Linked DNA regions of Anas platyrhynchos: region 1 is linked to region 2. The links are chromatin contacts, called in public Hi-C maps. All regions are on one chromosome and are shown on one strand. Each heading gives the region's core, a stretch centred on a gene start, on an enhancer-like site or on the middle of the called end of the contact. The rest is flanking DNA. Distances are from core to core; before and after follow the strand shown.

Region 1 (5,753 bases), core at 653-3,152, 110 kb after region 2:
CACACTTGATTAAGAAGAGCAGTTTCTAATGACTTTGGACCATTAGCTCTAAATAAGGTTAATGAATTAATTTAGCAGACACTAGTGCTGGACGTAGGTGAAGGTGGCATCAGTGGGTCTGGGAGGTTATGGAGGAGGCTGATGGCCTGGATGACACCAGCAGGGCCACCACGTTAACTGCTCATACTGGAGGCTGCTGCCCAGCACCCTGCCCCACTCCCCTTCTTCCAAAGGGAAGAAATGAACAACAGGAACGCAGGATGCCCCTCATAGGGTGCAGGGCTTGGGGCACTCCTGGATGATGTAGGACCGGGGGGTGGCTGCCCGTGCCCCCCACCTGCCTGGGGTGAGGGAAGCGCTCCCGGAGCATCCCCGTGCCCGGCTCGGCGCACGCCTCTGACGCCTTCACTCCCGTGCCACGGCGCTGGGGGAGGCTCGTCCAGATTAAATTAAGCAGCCTCCTCAAAACATATTGGGAAAGAGATTAACTTCCATCATAAAACACGCAATTTTAATACTCTCTGTTACACGACACTCCACTTGCGGTCTCTTATTAAAACAATATACCAGCCTAAGTGGAGGGTGCTCTCTTCTTTTAATTACTTTGATTGAAAACCCAGTCAGGCAAAAGTAAATATTTGATAATTAGTTAATAATAATTGCACAGGATCTGCCGGGAAAGGAAAACTCACACGAGCTGTTTCGCGTGCGAGAGCTAAACGTCAAGCAGTCCTACAATTAGACCGTCTTTAAAAATGCATCATGCAGTAGAAGATTCACGGTGCCCAGGCATTGTGCAGGCAAGGAGGAGCGCGGTGCTTTTAATTAGTTGTGTTTTCGAGGACTGCCAGATAGTAAACTAAGCTACATCAGTCATGTGTTACGGGATTTCTCTCTGAGACGAGAGTCTTGAGCCTTCACAGAGAGGCTCAGCTTCTCTCTTGGCACCGTGCAAGTTGCACGTAAACTGCAGACTTCGCAAAGGGGTAGGCGAGAGGGCTCTCCGTCTGAGGTCTGCCCGCAGGTACACAGACAGCTAGTAGCAGGCACGGTACTCTGAAATACTACGCTTTGGAGAAAAAAAAAAAGAAAGGGGGAAGAAAGAGCCTTCCTTTCTAAATGCTCATTATCTCTCAGATATCGGAGGCGAGACTTATTTAATTGCCTATGGGAGGAACCACTACGAAGGTAATTGGCCGTCCTGAGCTTGCGAGAACGGGCACCCCGCTTGATACGACGACCCCAAAGAGCGGAAAATAAAGTCGGCGGCCGTAGCCGGCCGGGGGGCACCGGGGCTCGGACCCCGCCGACTCCGACCTCGGGTACAAAGTTCCCCGCTACCGGGCGCGGGTCGGGGCCGGCCCCGGGGCCGCCGGGCCCCGTCGCCAGCCCTCGGTTCCCCAGGCTGAGACCCGAAGTCGTCCCCCCCCCGTGGCACTTACCGCTTCGCGGAGCCCCGGCGAGGGTGAAGGTGAGGGCTGCGCAGTGCAGGAAAAGTCCCCAATCCATTTTCCCTTCCGAGAGCAGGGAGAGGATGAATGATAATAACAATAAAAAAAAAAAAAAAGCCCTCCACGCACAACTCTTCCTAGGTCTTAAATCCTTCGGCCGGAGCGAGGAGCAGAAAGCACGGTCCGCAAGGGCAGTCCCCGGGGCAGAGGGAGGCTGGCTTCTCTTTCCGTGCCTCAAGTCGCCCGCATCCTGTCATTCAGCTCCGGCTCCCTCTCCCTTTCCCCACACTTGTTCCTTCTCCAGGCGCCGCTGCCCCTGCCATTCCCAGCGAGACTACAAAGCCAAATGAAAGCGAGTGGATATAAAAAAAAAAAAAAGGAAAAAAAAAAAAAAAAAAACAACAAACACACAAACAAGACAGACAAAAATCCCGGCGGCTCCTGCTTGCACCTCGGGGCGGGCTCCGGGGAGTGCTCTGCGGAGGGGAGAGAAGGAGAGGAGAGCGGCGGTGAACGGGGACGGGCGCCGGAGTTTGGCAAAGTGCGGCCCCCCCCGCCTGCCCCGCTCCCCGATGCGGCGCCGCCGCGGCTCCCCGGGGGTCGGCGGTGCCCGGCGGTGCCCGGGGGCTGGGGCTGGGGCCGGCCCCGCACTCACCTGCCCCGGTGGGGAGCGAGCGGGCGGGCGCGGCGCTGCCGCGGGGAGTCCCGGCCGGCCGGGGAAGGGGGAAGCGGCCGGGCGGCTCCTGCTCGCAGCCTGAGGAAGAGGAGCGCAACTCAGCGGCAATAAGAGAGGCCGAGGAGCCGCCGTCTCCCAAGCCCCAGTCCCCTCCCCCTCCCCGCCCTCCTTCTCCTCCTCCTCCTCCTTCTCCTTCTCCTCCTCAGCCCCCCAAGACATCGGCAGCGCGGAAGAGCAGCCGAACAAACAGGGCACAGCCCCAGCCCTGGCACCCAGCAGGGGCGGGGGCCGCGGAGGTGATCAAGGAGGGGGGGAGAGGAGCGGCCTCCCCGCCCCGACAGGTAGCGCCGAGCCGGCCGGGGGCACCCACCTGCGCCCCGTTGGCTCCTGTGTGGCTCCTCGCAGCCGTGCCGTGTCGAGCCGTGCCCCCACGCCCACATCCCTTGTCTGCACTCCCCTCCGTGGCGCCCCGTCCCTGCCTCCTTCCCCCCACCCCCTCCCCAGCCCCACGCGTGTCCCCGCCGAGCCCCCGCTGTCCCCCCGTGGGGCACCGCCATGCCCTGCCCTGCCGAGCCGCGGGGTGCTGGCGGCGCTGCTGGGGCTGAGCTGTGGGGACGCACCCCCTGGGGGAGCCTCGGGTTGTGGGCTCGCCCGGACCCACCTGCATCTCCGGGGGGGGGGGCACTTTCCCACACCCTCTGCCTCCCAACCTCCTTCCCATCCCCGTTGTCACCCAGTCTGGCTGTCACCAGTCTGTCCATCTCCCCCAGGAGCTGAGGAGTGGCCAGGGTCCCCCTGCTCCCCAGGGAGGCTATGTAGCACATCAGGGAGGGCAATCTGCCTTCTGAGCAATCCCTCCAAGCTGGCACCAGCGGATGGGCACCAGTGAGCTTCAAATCATGCTGCATTTGCCTGCTTACCGACGATGGGGCACGTCCCTCCCGTGCCCCATTGCCCTGCCTTACAGGCTGCCCCTGCACCCTGGGAGTTATTACCTAGCTGAACCTGACCGCTTCTTTTATGTGGAGCGCCTTGAGCTCCCACTGCGTGGAGGCAATTCGGTCACTGGGGTAGGGGTTAGACGAAGAGCTTGAAGGCTGAAAGCTGAAACACGGCGTTAAATGGTCCCCAAAGAAGGGTCTGCACTACGAAAATGACCTGCGGCCAGCAGTGGATGTCAGCCACTCTCATCTCCCACAGCAGAGTTTGAAAACAATTGTAACTGGTGCACAGCTGAGGAAAACTGTTAATGCTTCGACAGAAAAAGGGCCTGTTAGAGGACCTGCTCTGCAAGGAGGCTTTCTGAAGGATGCAGAGGGAAAAAAGCCGGGCTTTGCTGGGGCAGGGTCACCCCCACCAGTGCAGCCACAGCAGTAAATCTCTGTCTGCTCTGAAGATGTAACCATGTTTGAAATAATTTTCAAACATAGCTGTAAGTCTGCAGCCACACAGATTAACTACAAATGTGTTACATCTGTGTTCAGAAATCGTACACAGATTCAGCCTCCTCCATCCTTTTGTCTCCAGCCCTGAGTCTAAGCCTTCCACTCTCACTCTCCCTCGCTGCCCTTTTGAAGCCCCGACTTTAAGGTCAGCTGAAGTCTGGAGATTAAGTCTGTAGGAAATCTGTCTGCTGCTTTCATACTGCACACTCTCTCATCACTACTTTCTGAATTTTTGCCAGCCACTCCTGCTCTCCTCTGTGATTGCAGTTCTGCAATATCATGCACTAAAGCACAGTTTGATCCTGTTACATTCTCTGCACACTTCATCCTCTCCTTCCTCAACCTCCGACCTTGCTCATGGCCATGCCCATATCCATGCCCATGTCCATGTGTCCATGCCTCCAGACAGGCCGTGCTCTTTGCCTGGAAACCAGGCAGGCTGGAGATAGTCAGACTGACTTACTTCAGGCTCATTTCCCTGTCTTTAGGCAGTCTCTCGATCGTCACATACAATACCTATGCACTTCTGTGATTGATTGGGATATATACATTCTGGGCAGCACATTAAGCCCTCTTTCTGTTTTACTCTTAGTGAAGTAACCAGAATAAGGGAGAAGGTGAGAAGTAACAGTGGTCTCTGATTATTAAAACTCTCATGCTGCTGGACAGTCCTTGAGATAAATTGGTCCTGTCCAATGTGTGCACATCGTAGTCTGCATCGACTGAGTGACAATATACACTTTAAAGTACATCTGTTTTTAAATTCTGAAGTTACCTGCTGATGATAGCTAATTGGTGTATATGCAAGCGTATACATACATATTAGCTTTAAAAATAAACAAAAAACAGTCTCAGAAGCCACTATTAATTTTGTAAGAGAAAAGTAGCAGGTAGATACCCAGAGACTGTGTGTATTGTGAATTACAGATGGCTCTCTTGCCATCATTAACATTATCTTGTTGGGTGGTATCTATGGATCTGAAGAGAGGGAATACCCATTCCCTGTTGTAAAGATGCTCCAAACAAACAAAGCAACAAACTAACCAACAGTGGCATTTTTTCCATTTGTTTCCATATCAGATTAAAATGTCACCTTCTGCAGATGTGGGCATAGTGTGCTGCTAGCTAGTGTGCATTTTTAAGATATTCCATTATCTGAAAGAAAAATTAAATACTTAAATACTGACAGAACATGTACATTAGTGAGGATGGTACAATGTGATAAATTGTAAGACTAATGATGAAAGTTGCTTTTATCACCTCAGCCTCCCTAGTAACTGCTAATCCATATACCAAGGCTTACTTCAGTGTGCTCAGGTCTCACGTATCAGCGCTTCCTTCTCCTGCACATAGAGAAGTGTACAAGGCCACAAAGACAACCAGACAGGGATGGCCTCTGTTGTGGCCCACGAAGGAGGACTTCTTTTCCTCAGCACTCTGTGGACATTCTGGGTTTCCCACCAGGACTGTTTTTTTTTTTTTTTCCTCTTGAATTCTCAAAGCCTAGGAAGTATAGCAGAGTCTGGTACATTAATGTTCTTCATTAATGTTCTTTCTTATCATGATGTGAATGGCATTGGTCTAGTTTTTCTACCCATCTTTTTCCTTCTGGTTCATGGACACAGGCGCATGTATCTTCCATGTGTGAGTTGCCCTGAAATGATGAGCGAAGACATTCTATCCTTGGTTTACACATATTTATCTGAAAATGTTTAATCTTTAATCATCTTGAATATAAACTGGCATCAACTGAAACATTCAGAAGTTTCTTTTTATAATCCACTTCTCACATTTTAGTCACGGTATTTTAGGTCCTGCTCCTGCAACTGCTTACATATTTGTTCAGCTCTCCATTTTCACGTCAGTAATGGGATTTTATGGCAAAGATGAGTTAGTGTTACAAAGACTGAATCTGAATCCAGTGTGTGTAAAAGCTAATGGAGTGGCAGGCTCTGGGGTTTGGGTTCAGGCCCATCTTTGCTTTATAATTTGACTTGGTGCTTATGTTTTTTTTTGAAGATTGTCTGCACTTCTGTTATAAACCTGTTTCTCAGGAAGTTTATAATTCAGCCATAAAAATATTTGCCTTGAGCTAAATCATGTAATATAAAACTTAAAATTCCAAAGGAAAAAACAGTTTCCCATTTTAACAATAGCAGAACAGAGCAACTTTGATGTTTA
Region 2 (5,421 bases), core at 1,251-3,750:
CAGTGTGATAAATTAGCATCTCATTCATTGTATTTACAATTTTGGAGCCCAATTCCATAACACTTCATCAGTGAAGGCATAGTTAATCACAAGAACAGTTTCACTGACTGCAGCGAGACCACTCGTGTTTGGGCTGCAGACTGAGCTTTTGGCTTTGGCTTCTAAAAGGAGGACACCGCAGAAGGATCAGGCAGCATGCCCTGCCTCTCCTTCCTGGTAACAGTCACTCTGGTAGCCTAGGATGAACCCCAGGAGATGGACTGAACAATAAAGAGACTGTACAGTCTTCTTATTTGGCAATGAAATTACCATGTAGTGGAAGCCTGTCATGTTATCCCCAAACGGCTGTTAGCCACAAAGGGTGAGGAACACCCTCTATTATTGTTCTCAGTTGTGCTGCCAACTCAGATGGCGTAAGTTTATATTTCTGATGCCGAAGCTTCTCAGTTCTATTTCCTCTCCTATGTGAAAGTCATTGCTTAATCTCCATCATGAAGGACAGGATTCAGTTTCTTGTGTTTATCTGTGGGTGCTGCTGCCAAATTACATGCAGTATGCGATGCAGATATGATCAGCAGTGACTGGAATAGCTCAAGACTGGCCAGAAATAAAACCTCTGAAATAGTGGCTCAAGAACAGCTTGGCTCAGATGTGGAACAGGCCATGATCTAACATTACTCAGTGATATATGTCTGGGAGCTGGTGACTGTAGCAAACGAGGCACAGCAACCTCAGTGCTGCAGAACAGCACAGGACAGGTCAGGGGCCATTGCACCATGCTTGCACATCCAATGTGGGTTTGATAAAAAAAACTAGGATAGTCTTCAAGTGGTAAATGATCTAAAAAGGGTGAAGAAATTAAATTGGAATTTTGAGCATTACTTAAGGCAGGTAAGAGCGTTAGGAAAAGCAGAATAATTTTAAGAGTACATCAATAAAAACACAGGGAGAAATGTGAGGATGTGAACATGCTGTGACCCATCAGTAGGGTGCCAGTTCTGAACCAACAGATTGCATCACTGCAGTACAAAGGTCAGCCTATGACTTAAGCTATGGACCAGATCAGGGTGTTGTCAGTGCAAAGTTTCTGATATAGGCAGTAATTATGTGTCCCTTTCTCACAGAAAAAGCAAACAGACAAATAAACAAAGAAAAACAACCAAAGCAAACAAACAAAAAAACAAACAGCTACCTAAGTAAATCATATTTTGGATGAGATATCAATACATTCTTCCTATTTGTACTTACTTCTGCAATCCTCTTGTGCTACGTGATTGTCAATATTAATATCGTCCACAGCAATTCCTCCATTTCCTTTTCCAATTTCTCCCTCTATAACCACCTAGCAAAACAAGATAATTTTCACATTGTTTTCATGTTAACACACAATTGAAGCATTCAAGAAATTTTAATTAGCTGTTAACACGTCTCCAGTTGTCACGATGCCATGTTACATATACTTTGACTGTGGCCTGTCAGTCAGCACTGTGTCTTTCTGAACATACACATGCAAATGTGAACGTATATAATGCCATAACTTCACTGAAGTCTTCTATATCAGCAGCAAAACTGTGGCAAGGATGCAGTTTTGTGACAGATGAGAAATGATTTCTAATGTATTTATTTGGCCTTCTATAACAAATTGCTTGTATCACTGTCATCTGAGATGCCATGAAATATGCCACTATTATTACTGTCACAGCAGCAGCACCTCATCTGTAGGTATAAACCTGTCTACATAAATCCTCCAGTGACATTTTCTGCTAAGGCGTATGAAACATGACCAGCAAGGTCTTATTGGCATCATCTCTGTCAGTGTAGCGAACAGCAGCCACACTCACCTGGTAGTGTTTCACAGACTTGTGCAGAAGAACACGTCCCTCCTTCCAGCAGTTTGCCTGGTGCCCGCTCAGGGTCCAGAGCACCTGGTCATATTCGTCTGGCTTTTGGTACCGCAGCTTGATCTTCAGGGTGCCGACATGCGGGCCGCTCATGTGGTACCAGAAAGTCATGCAGTGGGCAGAGTTCTGCGAGTAAATCACGGGGCTCAGCAGCCGGGCAACTTTGCCTTTCTGGCTTTCGTCAGCTTGTGAGTAAATGAAGTTGCCATCTCCTGCTGTGACAGAAGGACTGTGTTAGGAATAGTGACCAAATGTCATTTTCTTTGTTTACCTAATAAACCCCAGTCACAGCCACCCGTGCTCATGTTGCCTCCTGCCAAGTCTCACAGCTGAGGGCGGTGCTCTGAGAGCTCTGGGGAAGCACACGTGCTCCAAGGAGAGTTTATTTCTGCTGGCCATTGTCTCCTGTGCTCGCCAGGATGGCCTGTGCCAAGAATTGCTCAGGAAAGGATGCAAGAGCATGTTCAAGTGTGACAACGTATGCTGCAGTAGTCAGTGGGCACCTCTTAAGGAGAGCCAGTCCTCATGCAGCAGGCTTGGCAGAAATCCCCTGGGCGTGCTCCACACTGATTGTGCAAAGAGCTATTTTAATCTCTGTTTAGTCTGTGTTTGAGAAAGCAAGGTTAGAATGGAGCACTGGAGAATAAGATAGCTGTGAGCAGCTATGGTCTGAGATCAGGAACTGAAATCTAAACGGTGTTCCTAAATCGAGTTATACTATTGTCACAAATGGTGCCAGAGATATTCCCTTGGATTTTGGCAGTAATAAATTGGGCTCACATATTTTTGTGAGCCATTTTCCAGAAGATTAAGATTATGTTTGGTATTTTCTGAAGAGCAGAATGGATCTATGCATGTTGAAATCTGAACACTGAATCCCCTTAACTTTGAAAATCATTTGCTTAATCACACCGGGAGGGAAGCAGGGGGGAATGTGATTTGGTAACAAGATGCTAAGTGAGATACTGACTACAGTGAAGCGCTTGTGATTTGCACTAGCAAAGCAGTCATTTCAGTCAGCTCTTGAACAGCCTATTTGCAGAGGATTAGGGTAGAAAAATACAAAGTTCACCTGTTGTGGGTGAGGAAATTGCATACATGATATAGTCACATAACAGGATGGAAACAGCATTTACTGGCATATTTATTTGCCTATATGTTCTTTCCAACTTTGCTTCTGTGTAGAGAGCAGCACAACATGTGTGCAAATCTCATCAAAGAATGGTGATAGGGAAATCCAAAGGGAGGAAAAAAGAAAAATAATCTCAGATGACCCAACTGGCCAAAATTAATCATAATGTACATTTTGAAGTGGTGTATAGAATATCCTGCTGTCATAAAGCAATTGCTGTTGAAGATCACTTCTGTGGAGTTTCTTCAGCTTTATGCAAGTAAAGCTGAGAGCAAGATATACCTGGGGATTGCTCATTGCTGTTCTGCCAACGTGCAAGGTGGCTTTGCTGAAGTATGGCACTGCCATCCCAACCACGCCACACTGAGGGGTGTGGTTGGGATGGCAGTGCCATACAGGCTGCTTGTGGTCTGTGTTTGCACCCACTCCACCCAGATGGCAAATCTGCCAGGTGAAGGTGCCCTTGGAGTTGAAGGAAAATTCTGGACAATATTGAAAGTGAGTGTAGCAAGCAGCAAAAGGAGCTGCCTGGAAGACTTATTGAAGTTACAGTTAATGGAATGGATAAGCCTTCTGCACAAGCAGGGCCCAGCAGAAACAACAAAATCTCATTTGAAAAAATATCATTTTTTCATCTCTTGATTGAAGACAGGTTCAGTCTCTCTATAATCCTTGGTGGCAAAGTGCAGATAGCTCTCATTTCCAGAATATTATTGCAGTGCTGGGTCAGGAACTCTGTCTTCATTGTCTTAATTAGAGCTTTACTTATGCATGCCTTTTAGATTTTGTCAGTCTCTGGCTAACGTAGCTTTTAACCTCCTTTCAATGTCAGATCCTACTGAGCCATTTCACTTTACTTTACATCAATTTTTCCACCATTACAGCCTTCACTTCAGCTAACTGCATTTAGTTAATTTGATGCCATTTATTTGTACAATGCCATTTATAGTCAAAGTATTATAAGTTTCTTTTTTTTTTTTTTCTTTCTCTGAAACTACTGTACTTGTCTTAAGATTCAATTGAAAATGTCTCAGAATTTAAAAAGTCCAATTTTGTCTAATTTCCTTGTCATTCTCATTAGGCAAAGGGGTTGCAGAAGTGGGAAGGGGGGGTTCATCTCTAACACATTTGATTAATCTTCATGTATGCAAGGGAGAACACTGAAGTGAGAGGCTGTGCAGGTCACACACTACCTCCCCTTCTCCACTAGCCAGCAGCATATTTATTGCCTAATTATGCAAAGCCATGAGTTAGATACTACAAAACCAACCAATCGATTTCCCAGGGTAATAATTCTGGAAAAACTCTGTGTGAGCAAAGGGATCACTGTAATCTTCACCAACTCTTGTTGGAGAGGAAGAGGACATGGAAACAAGTCCATCGGGGAAGTTTTACTTGCAACACCTTTCTGTAGCAGACAGTAACTATAAACAGGAATAGTTCATGAGGTTTGTTCAGGATGGTATCATTTCTTAAGTTATATTTGCAGAATATTTGGCTATTCTTTTTATTTATTTATTTATTTATTTATTTTCCCTATCCTGGATGGCAGTTATCCAAAGTCTAGTCAGAAGGAGGGAATATCTTCAATTCCTGACCATAAATGATCTTTATTCCCCAACAGAAGGGACAATTATGGTCAGTTGTGTCTACATATAATGGATCAGTTTGCCCAGACTTATCTTTCCCACGATACATATTTTAGGTATAACTCATGCTCCTGCGGTTTTGGAAGGCATCTTGGTATAAAACAGAACAACTTCTTCCCATGTAAAATGCCTAAATCATGAACTCATGATTACCTGTGTGGTCTTGAATTGGACCAGTTTTGCTGGTCAGAATTGCCCACTTCAAATCCACCTGGTTGTCATGTTCCCAGTGGCACAAAGTCTTGTGAGATCCCCAGCCAAACCCACAGTTGAAGTTGTATATTGGCAACTCTGCAGGAAAAGAGAGAAAAGAAGGAAGGAAGTATGATTATTAATTGCATTATTCAGATTTTTCATTTCAATACCAAATGTATTTATTTGATATTTAAGGGAGTCGTTCCCACTTGAGAGTCTGAGAAGCCATAACAAAAGCAGCCTTTCTAGGAAAAAGATGAAGAATGGCTATGTCTAGTAAATGAGATATTTACTTTTGTTTTTTGTCTTTTTATGAACCATATTTTGTGATATTATGTCATTAGACTAATTCATCTGATTTGCCCACATTGTCTGGTAACTCTGTTGTAATATATATGACTCAAAAAGAAAGCTCTGGCTTATCAGATACATTCACTGGTTGTTAATACACATTTGCACCATAACTGTGCAACAAATCACAATAAGATTTGGATAAAAATAAGAAAAGTCAGGAACACTAGTGGAATGTCCTTGTCCATAAAGG

Evidence for each region. A called contact is a pair of places that touch in the nucleus more often than the background predicts.
Region 1: a Hi-C map of skeletal muscle shows a contact between it and region 2, with 2.3 times the contacts expected there. The contact joins the promoter of NRP1 here to the enhancer-like site in region 2. A contact is called at or near these places in 3 of 8 Hi-C or Micro-C datasets (liver, skeletal muscle and subcutaneous adipose tissue).

Annotation. Positions count from the first base shown.
Region 1 is chr2:144,775,874-144,781,626 of IASCAAS_PekinDuck_T2T, forward strand. It overlaps NRP1 (neuropilin 1), which reads right to left and starts at 1,903. Exons shown (of 17, transcript XM_027450533.3): 1 at 1,443-1,903. The coding sequence starts at 1,509.
Region 2 is chr2:144,667,356-144,672,776 of IASCAAS_PekinDuck_T2T, forward strand. NRP1 (neuropilin 1) reads right to left here. Exons shown (of 17, transcript XM_027450533.3): 13 at 4,836-4,973; 14 at 1,842-2,113; 15 at 1,249-1,342. Among named protein-coding and RNA genes, the nearest start is that of ITGB1, 65 kb to the left of the region's middle. Within about 2 kb of position 2,501, at least 4 of the 8 cell types and tissues checked have an H3K27ac peak or open chromatin away from gene starts, as enhancers often do. A contact at or near this core is called in subcutaneous adipose tissue, where this site is marked.